Linked DNA regions of Sus scrofa: region 1 is linked to region 2. Evidence: chromatin contacts called from public Hi-C data. All regions are on one chromosome and are shown on one strand. Each heading gives the region's core, a stretch centred on a gene start, on an enhancer-like site or on the middle of the called end of the contact. The rest is flanking DNA. Distances are from core to core; before and after follow the strand shown.

Evidence for each region. Hi-C and Micro-C count contacts between places; a contact is called where the count stands out from the background.
Region 1: a contact with region 2 is called in a Hi-C map of liver, with 6 times the contacts expected there. The contact joins the promoter of DTNB here to the promoter of RAB10 in region 2. A contact is called at or near these places in 3 of 47 Hi-C or Micro-C datasets (heart right ventricle, liver and mesenteric adipose tissue).

Annotation. Positions count from the first base shown.
Region 1 is chr3:113,227,034-113,230,734 of Sscrofa11.1, forward strand. DTNB (dystrobrevin beta) reads left to right here and starts at 2,128. Exons shown (of 21, transcript XM_021087744.1): 1 at 2,128-2,326.
Region 2 is chr3:112,922,190-112,926,303 of Sscrofa11.1, forward strand. It overlaps RAB10 (RAB10, member RAS oncogene family), which reads right to left and starts at 1,999. Exons shown (of 6, transcript NM_001243060.1): 1 at 1,342-1,999. The coding sequence starts at 1,468.

The DNA of each region.
Region 1 (3,701 bases), core at 878-3,377, 300 kb after region 2:
CAAAAATGGCCTGGAGCATTTAGGATGAAGCCTGAGAGCAGTGCAGTGAAATCGTGGGGACAGGAGCCACACAGCTATGGGTTGGGGATTGAGAGGGTGCTGAGTTGGCAGAGATTTGTGAATAAAAAGGCAGGAGTAGTAACCAGAGCATGATCTAGAGTGACAGAGGTGTCCTCCTTTTTCTTTAGAGCAGGAAAAGCTCAAACATGAATAGATGGTGACAGCAAAGGACAAGTAGGTAAAAGAAGTCGGCAATTTGGGGAATGAGAGTGAGGACTGAAATGCTTGAAAGAAGTTTTCTGAGAATGTGAGAGGTGCAGAAATACAGAACTGAGGTGGCGAGATGCTAATATGAATATATTAAAAGTGGTTAATTCCCAGAATGGCTAAACCACATACTGAAATTACTGTGGTTTCAATCAATAGGGCAAACAGAGCAAGCCACATTTACATGTTTATTTTACATTATTTACACATCTTTCCTCCAAAGGGCAGGATCGATGTTTCACCTTTTCAATGCCTTCCACACAATTGGTGCTCCGTAAGTAGTGAGTAAACAAGAGCTCCCTTACCTGTATTCTGTGTTTCTTAACACATTCAAAACATAGCTAAGACCCTGCACACAAGTGAAAAATTCTTCTATGTATGCAAAACAGTCACAAAATTTATGTGTGATAGACGATGCCAACTTTTTTTGAGGAACCTGTTTACTCGAATTTAACAAACTTGGTTTCCAGCATCTCCTTCACCATAGAGGTTTAAAAATAGGAGATGAGAGGAGGAAGAGGATGCTGTAAAGGCAGGCAGGCAGGCAGACAGCAGCAGGAGGTGGCACGATGTACCATAAGTTGCCAAAAAACAGTGAAAAACCAGACTCAAAACATACCGGCCTGGGCTCTCCTGGTTTAGAGATTCACATCCTTCACTAACATATCAAGAGTCTTTAAAGTGTTTGGAGCCTCAAAAAATGTTGAGAAAATGATCCTTTGAACTGTTAAAAGAAGCATTGCTGTTCCTCATTCGGCACCACCTTCTGTTTCTCACACAGTTTGGACAGGATTTGATCAAAAATGGATATTAGGAGTTCCCGTCGTGGCGCAGTGGTTAACGAATCCGACTAGGAACCATGAGGTTTCGGGTTCGGTCCCTGCCCTGGCTCAGGGGGTTAACGATCCGGCGTTGCCGTGAGCTGTGGTGTAGGTTGCAGACGCGGCTCGGATCCCGCGTTGCTGTGGCTCTGGCGTAGGCCGGTGGCTACAGCTCCGATTAGACGCCTAGCCTGGGAACCTCCACATGCCGCGGGAGCGGCCCAAAGAAATAGCAAAAAGACAAAAAAAAAAAAAAAAAAAAAAAAAAAGGATATTAAAGCAAAAAAGCTGATGCTGAGATGGTAACCTTTATTTACTCTCCGTTCCTTTGTCCAAGCTGTTTACCTAGCTTTTAATGTCCCCTCCCCCTTTTTTCCTCCTAGTACGTCCTTTTCTTCCCTGCATGGTGAACACAAATGCCACCTCTTCCAAGAACCCCCGAGCATTGTCCAAGCGGAAGTAATCTCTTCCTCTGTTCTCCCACAACATCTCACTGTGGCTTGGCTTTGCACGGGTCACCAGACCTGGTTGTTTACATGGCTGCTTTTCCACTAAGTTATGCGCTTCTTGTGATCGGGGACCGTGACGATGACGATGTAACCACACAGCACCTGGTACAGCGCTACAGCGCTAGGCACGGAGTCGGTGCTCAGTAACTGCTCGCTGGGTTGAATCAATCTGGAAAAATCACTCGGGGCAGGGTCTCGTGCTCCAGGCACGGATGAATGATTCGGGGTGGAGGTGGTTCTTTGCATTTTTTACCTCGTAGTTACGTCGGGGCGAGCATCCAGGTGGCGGGGCCCATACCTACGGAGTAGAAATGCACCTCCGCGGCCCGCTGCAGACACCCGGGCGAAGTCGGTAGGGGGCAAGTTTCCTCCGCCCTCCCGGAACCCGGCCGTAGGGGGCGGGGCTCGAGGGGAATGAGGCCCGCTGGCCCGCCCCCTCCTCCGCGCGGCGGAAGCCCCGCCCCCAGCCGCGCGTTCGCGCAGGCGGCTCGTGCCCGCCCCCAGCCCTGCGCCCTCGCGCCCTCGCGCCCTCGCGCCGGGGGCGGGCTCGCTGCGCGTGCCGGGCGGGGAAGCGGCGCGAGCCGGGCGCCTGAGAACGTTCGCCGCGGGGGCGGCTCCGGGGCCTGAGCGGACGCCGCCGCCGCCTGAGCCGCGGGGGCCGGGCCGGAGGAGACGGAGGAGGCTGCGGCCCCCGAAGACCTTCTCGACGCCCCCAGCTCCGGCCGAGAAGTAAGTACGGTGGGGGTTGGCGGCGGCGGCGGCCGCTGGCTGCGGGAGAGGAGCGCGGTGCTGGAGCCTCGCGCTCGCGAGGGACGAGAAGGAGCCCGCGCAGCGCCCGCACCTGGGGAGCCTGCGGGGGTGCAGGGCCGGGAGCGGCGGAGACTGAGCCTGGGAGCCGGGGCCGCAGCACCGCGCGCGCTGTGAGAGGAGACGGCGCCGCGCGAGCGGTCTCCGCCGCTCCTGGCCCCCGCCGCTCCCGGCCCTGGAGGGGCGATCCGAGGGGATGGAGCGCAGCCCCCGGCTGGCGTCGCCGAGCTGTGATCCCCGGGGCCGGGGAGGGGACTCCCGGGTCCCGAGCTTGCTGTGGCCACCGGGCGCGGAGCTGGGGTGCGGGCGCTGGACTGATGCTGCCGGAGGCCGGCTGGCTGGGAGGAGGCTCTGCGTTAGGTGTTGAAGGGGGCGAAGGAGGCAGGTCCTGGCAGAGGGCAGGTGAGGCAGGCAGGCCCTGGCAGAGGGAAGGGAATTTATTTCACATCGCCCTAAAGCACTATTTCCCGAGGCGCCTAACAGTGAACCTGTCCCCCGAGGTCACCCTTTAAAGGAAAGTGCCCTGAGAGGAGGGAGGATGCAGCTATGGAATGCTTGCTGTTAAATTCCTGTGCCAGGCCTTGGGATTAGGAAGACCTTCCAGCCTTCTCAGCAAATGTTTATTGATTAGCTCTTTTCGGTCGAGAACCGTGATCCACAAAATTGTGTAAAACACAGCCATCGTTTGCTGTTTGGGTGCGGACAATCCGATTGTGAAGGTATGCGTATAAAATACAAAGCAGATTTGAGTTTTACCTCATACCGTATTCATTTTAGGTCTCTTTTTTCACAGTATTGGGAGGTTCGAGTCATAAAACTGCTTGGTTTGGGGATTCAAGTAGGAGGGTCCGAGAAGCTTGTGGGAAGAATTTGGGAGTTTTTGAAGGTGCTTTTAACATTTAAAGGGGGAGAAGGGAAAAGAGAATTGGAAATAGGTAAGAGAAGGGAAAAGGGAATTGGAAATAGATAAGAAGTTCCCTTCCTTCCTAAGTAGAATGAAACTCCATGACTGTTAACTGAATCCTCAGTGACAGGAACAGAGCCTGAGCCCCAGCAGGCACTAAATGCCTGCCTCTTGCAAAAATGAATGAACCCAGCAAGGTTTTGCTCTATTTTACACGGAACCCTGTTGATCAATTTGGTGGTAGGGATAGCTGATGAACTTTACTTGTTCTTCAGGCTCGATCTCTCCTTTTTTTTTGGCCGAGTAACCCAGGTTCTTAGATCTTCGTGGCTATAGTGACGGAGGTGTGATTTTTTTTTTTTTGGCCTTGCTGCCACTTTCACGTCTTTATTG
Region 2 (4,114 bases), core at 749-3,248:
AGGAAGTGCTACCCACAAGTAGAGAACAAGTTTTAAGTTTCATCAAATTTATAACAGGTCTAGAGAACAGTATGACACTCAGGAAATAATGATTACAATGACCTTTCACCCCCCTCCAAAAAGGGAGTAAAATGAAAATCCATTTACAATGATCCCTCGCCCAACTTTAGCATAATTTGCTTTGAGAATTAACTGACAAATATTTCTCACAAGAAATCCAAATCAATGATTCAAAATGCTATATACACTGTTTGAAATCAGTTTAGTTTTGACAATTCCCAGAGTTCAAAGAGGACTGCAGCTGCTTTTTAAAAATCGTTTCAACATAAAACCAATTACACTTAAACATGGTTTTCATTGCACTGACCCACGGCTGCGTGCAGGGCCCCAACTGACAGAGACAACTACGTGCCCTTTAAGGTATTGGGGGGGGTTCACATACAACTCTTTTAACAAAATTGATTTTAATGCCACTAAATTTTCTTAGCAAAATCAAAAGGGACTTTCCTACAGGCTTCTCTCTTCTCAAAGGGGAAACCGACTTAAAAGGTCAATCTTTAGCTCTTACTTTCACAATAAATAATTCTGAAACATGAGGTGGAAGTACATTAGAAGTCCTAAAGCTATGACTGGCAAACAATTCCCTGTAAATTCCAGTGTAAAAAAGAAGGGAGAACTTCATTCTTTCAGAATCGAGGACAGAAACTGATCAGCTTCCATTTGCTTACCGCTTCTGTTGATGTCTCAAAAAGCACTGTGAGCCAACATACCAATAGAGTCCCACCCCAAGCACGAAGAGCCTCCGATTGTTTGACACATCAATGGATTAGTCAACGCGGGGCAACTCGCTTTTCCTTTCTAATTTGCTTTAATTATTCCTCACACAAACCCTTAAGTTTACTCTAAGTTATGACCATATGGAATCTTCTCTTTGCCCTCAAGTATATGAATTAAGGCCTTTGCCAAATGACTCCTACTGCTTCACTCCCAGCCATCAAAATAAATCCCTTACAAATATCGTACATCTAGTAACGCCACACAAACATGGAAAAAGCCAACCCAGTCGTTTAAAGAAACAGGGTTCTGGAACGTTGTTAATGCTGCATATTTTGTAACAGCAGTCACTGAGCAGAGTGGGAGACCTGAAAGGAAAAGAACCGATGGAGAGCATGGGAAGACCCCGCCCCAGAAAGCTCGAGGCTTTCAAACAGTAACTTGGGTCTGTCGCTTGGAATCGGAATCACTGAAACAAAGGCGTATATTACGCGAAGCAAGATGTCTGGAGTTAAAGAAACGGTTTGCAGCTGCAGAGACCGTACGCCATCCTCCCACAGGTCTTACCTATGGTGGAAATAAAGGTGGTGTTGAAGGCATCATCCGAAAAACGAAAAAGGACGCAGGTCTTCCCCACTCCCGAGTCCCCGATCAGGAGCAGCTTGAAAAGCAGGTCGTACGTCTTCTTCGCCATTGGGAGGAGCGGCTCAGGCTCTCGCCGCCGGCGGCCCCAAGGGATCAGTCCCTCTCACTACGGACAACTCCTCGCTCAGGCGTTCTCAGGCCGGAGGACCGGGGAGGCGTGGGAAAAAGGAGGGCTCGAGAGGGCGCGGGCGACCTAGGAACGGCTTCGTCGAGGAAGCCTCGACGGTGGCGGCGTCCGGTGCCTTCGAGGGCGGCGACCACGGCTCCGCAGCCTCTCCCAGCCGCTCCGCCCGGTTCCGGGGAGTCGGTCGGGACAAAATGGCCTCCCCTCCCCCCTCAGGGCTGCTCGGCCGGGACGCTCCCACGGGCTAGAGAGCAAGCTCGGCCGTCGAGGGAGCGCGGCAGGCGTGAGGACAGTCTGTCTGTCTCTCTCTCTCTCTCTCTCGAGCAGCAGCAGCAGCTCCGCGCTAGGGCGCGGCGACGGCAGCGAAGGAGGACCCGGAGCCGACAAGCTCAGCTACATAGCCACAGGAAGCCGAGCCGCCCCGGCCAGAGCCACCTTTTCCCCGTGCCCTCTCACGCCGGCGTGCGCGCTGCCTGAGACGCACGCAAGGACGTACGCCCGCCCTCTCCTCGCGCCCTCACTCTGCGGCCCGCCTCTGCGCACGCGCGCCAGGGGGTATGGGGGCACGCGGGGGCGGAGAGTGAAGCTCCAGCTCTCTGGGCCTCGGTCTAAGGCCGGGCGGAGACGAGAGAGAGGAGGGGCGAGAGAGGGCGAGGCCGCGGGCGCGCTCCCTGTGGCCGCCTGATAGGGTGCGCGGCGTTGTGAGCACGCCCCGCGGGGAGGCGCTGCCTAGTGACTGCGCAGGCGCGGCACGCTGGAGTAGCCCCTTGACTTCCCCCCGTTTTCCTCCCGGGATCGCCCTCCCGGCTGAGCGGAGGATGCTTTTCGCCGCGCTTGACGCGTGTGTTGAGCTGAGAGTCTTGGGGCAGCCACCGGCTTGGGTGGCCATGTGTTCCTGTGTAGCCATAGCCCGTATATGCTAGAAAAAGCAGCGCCCTGGGTCATTTAATAGCCTCTAAGCTAAAATGAGGCGCATTCAGGAGTGCCGTCCCTCGTGGCTAGTCATGGCCTGGGAAACATTACGGCTCCATCCCGGTTTGCTTAAGGAGCAAGAGTTGGCGTTCAAGATACCAGGAGTTTGAAATGGAAAAAACTGGCCGCGCTGCTCAAGCTGGGATGATGTAATCTGCCTTCTAGGGCGAGGAACAGAGGGCCGAGGATCACCTGGGCGTTGGGAGCACCTCCCGCCAAGTGGAAGCCTCGGTGCTGTGCTCTACATGGAGAACCAGCTCCAGAACTTTAGCCACCTTTCGGAGTAAGGACGGCCCAAGAGCACTATACGGAAGCGGGACCCTTCCCTTCGGCCGGAATTGAACCACCAGCGTCCCAAACTGAAGGATAGTGAAGCCAACCCCAACCCCAAGCTGCCTCTTCCTTGACTATCATTTCTTATGGCTAACACCCTTTCTTCCCTCTCCTCAGCCTCAGGTAGTTTAAATATTACTTTCTGTAGTTTAAATATTCATACTCCTGCCCTACCTTTTTTCTGGGTGCTTTGTGGCTCTAAAACACACCTAGGGTGTGATGGCAGAGTAGTCGAACTTGGTGGGCTGGTTCAGCCTGCTGCAGGAGAAAACCCTGAGACATCTTGAAAGCAAGAAACAGAGATAGAGAGAAGTAAAAACTGCATTTTTACAACCCACCCCCCACCAGCAAAATGTGTATTTATTAATCTTTTTAGGGCTGCATCTGCAGCATATGGCAGTTCCCAGGCAAGGGGGTGAATTGGAGCTGCAGCTGTCAGCCTAGGCCATAGTCACAGCAACACGAGATCGGAGCTCTCCTGGTGACTTACACTGAAAGCTTGCAGCAATGCCTGAGCGAAGCCTAGGATCAAACCTGTATCCTCGTCTATACTATTTGGGTTCATAAACCGCTGAACCACAACGGGGATTCCTGTTCATTTAATATGTAATTAAAATTAGTTTTTTGGGCAGTTAGGGTAATCGTGTTTCAGTCTCCCATTCTTTTTTTTTTTTTTTTTTTTTTTTTTTGGCCCACACCTGTGGCACTTGCACCGCAGCAGTAACCCCAGAACCACAGCAGTGACAACACCAGATCCGTAACCTGCTGAGCCACCAGGGAATCTCAGTCTCCCATTTTTGAAGACTTGTCTTATACTCTTCCTCCCCAGCTACCTCTAAAGCTTCATTTCTGAAGCTGCCTGTCTTCTCTAATAATCTTACTCTCCAGTTTGTTTCTGTGATTGCTCTTGTCACTTAAACCGTATACTCTATGAGTCATTCTTTCTCCAGTTTGGAATGTCTTATGAGGATAATACCAACAATTCTAAAATAGCCTAGCCATGCAAATCACAAATTGAGCTATGATCGGTGCTTCCCAGGTTTGTCATCATTTCAGTCATAACATTCAGCATGTCAGGAACATCTTCAGTGTTAGCTTCATTCTTCCTTTCAAAATAAGCTCGATTAACTCAAACCCCAATGTTGTGAGGCATTTTAGAAATGTTATGATTTTTAAATGTAGGAAGCCTAATTAATTCTACTACATAAACATTGGTGATAGTGGGCAGCTAAAAATGAAAATATTTTTTTTAAATTTATTCTTAGA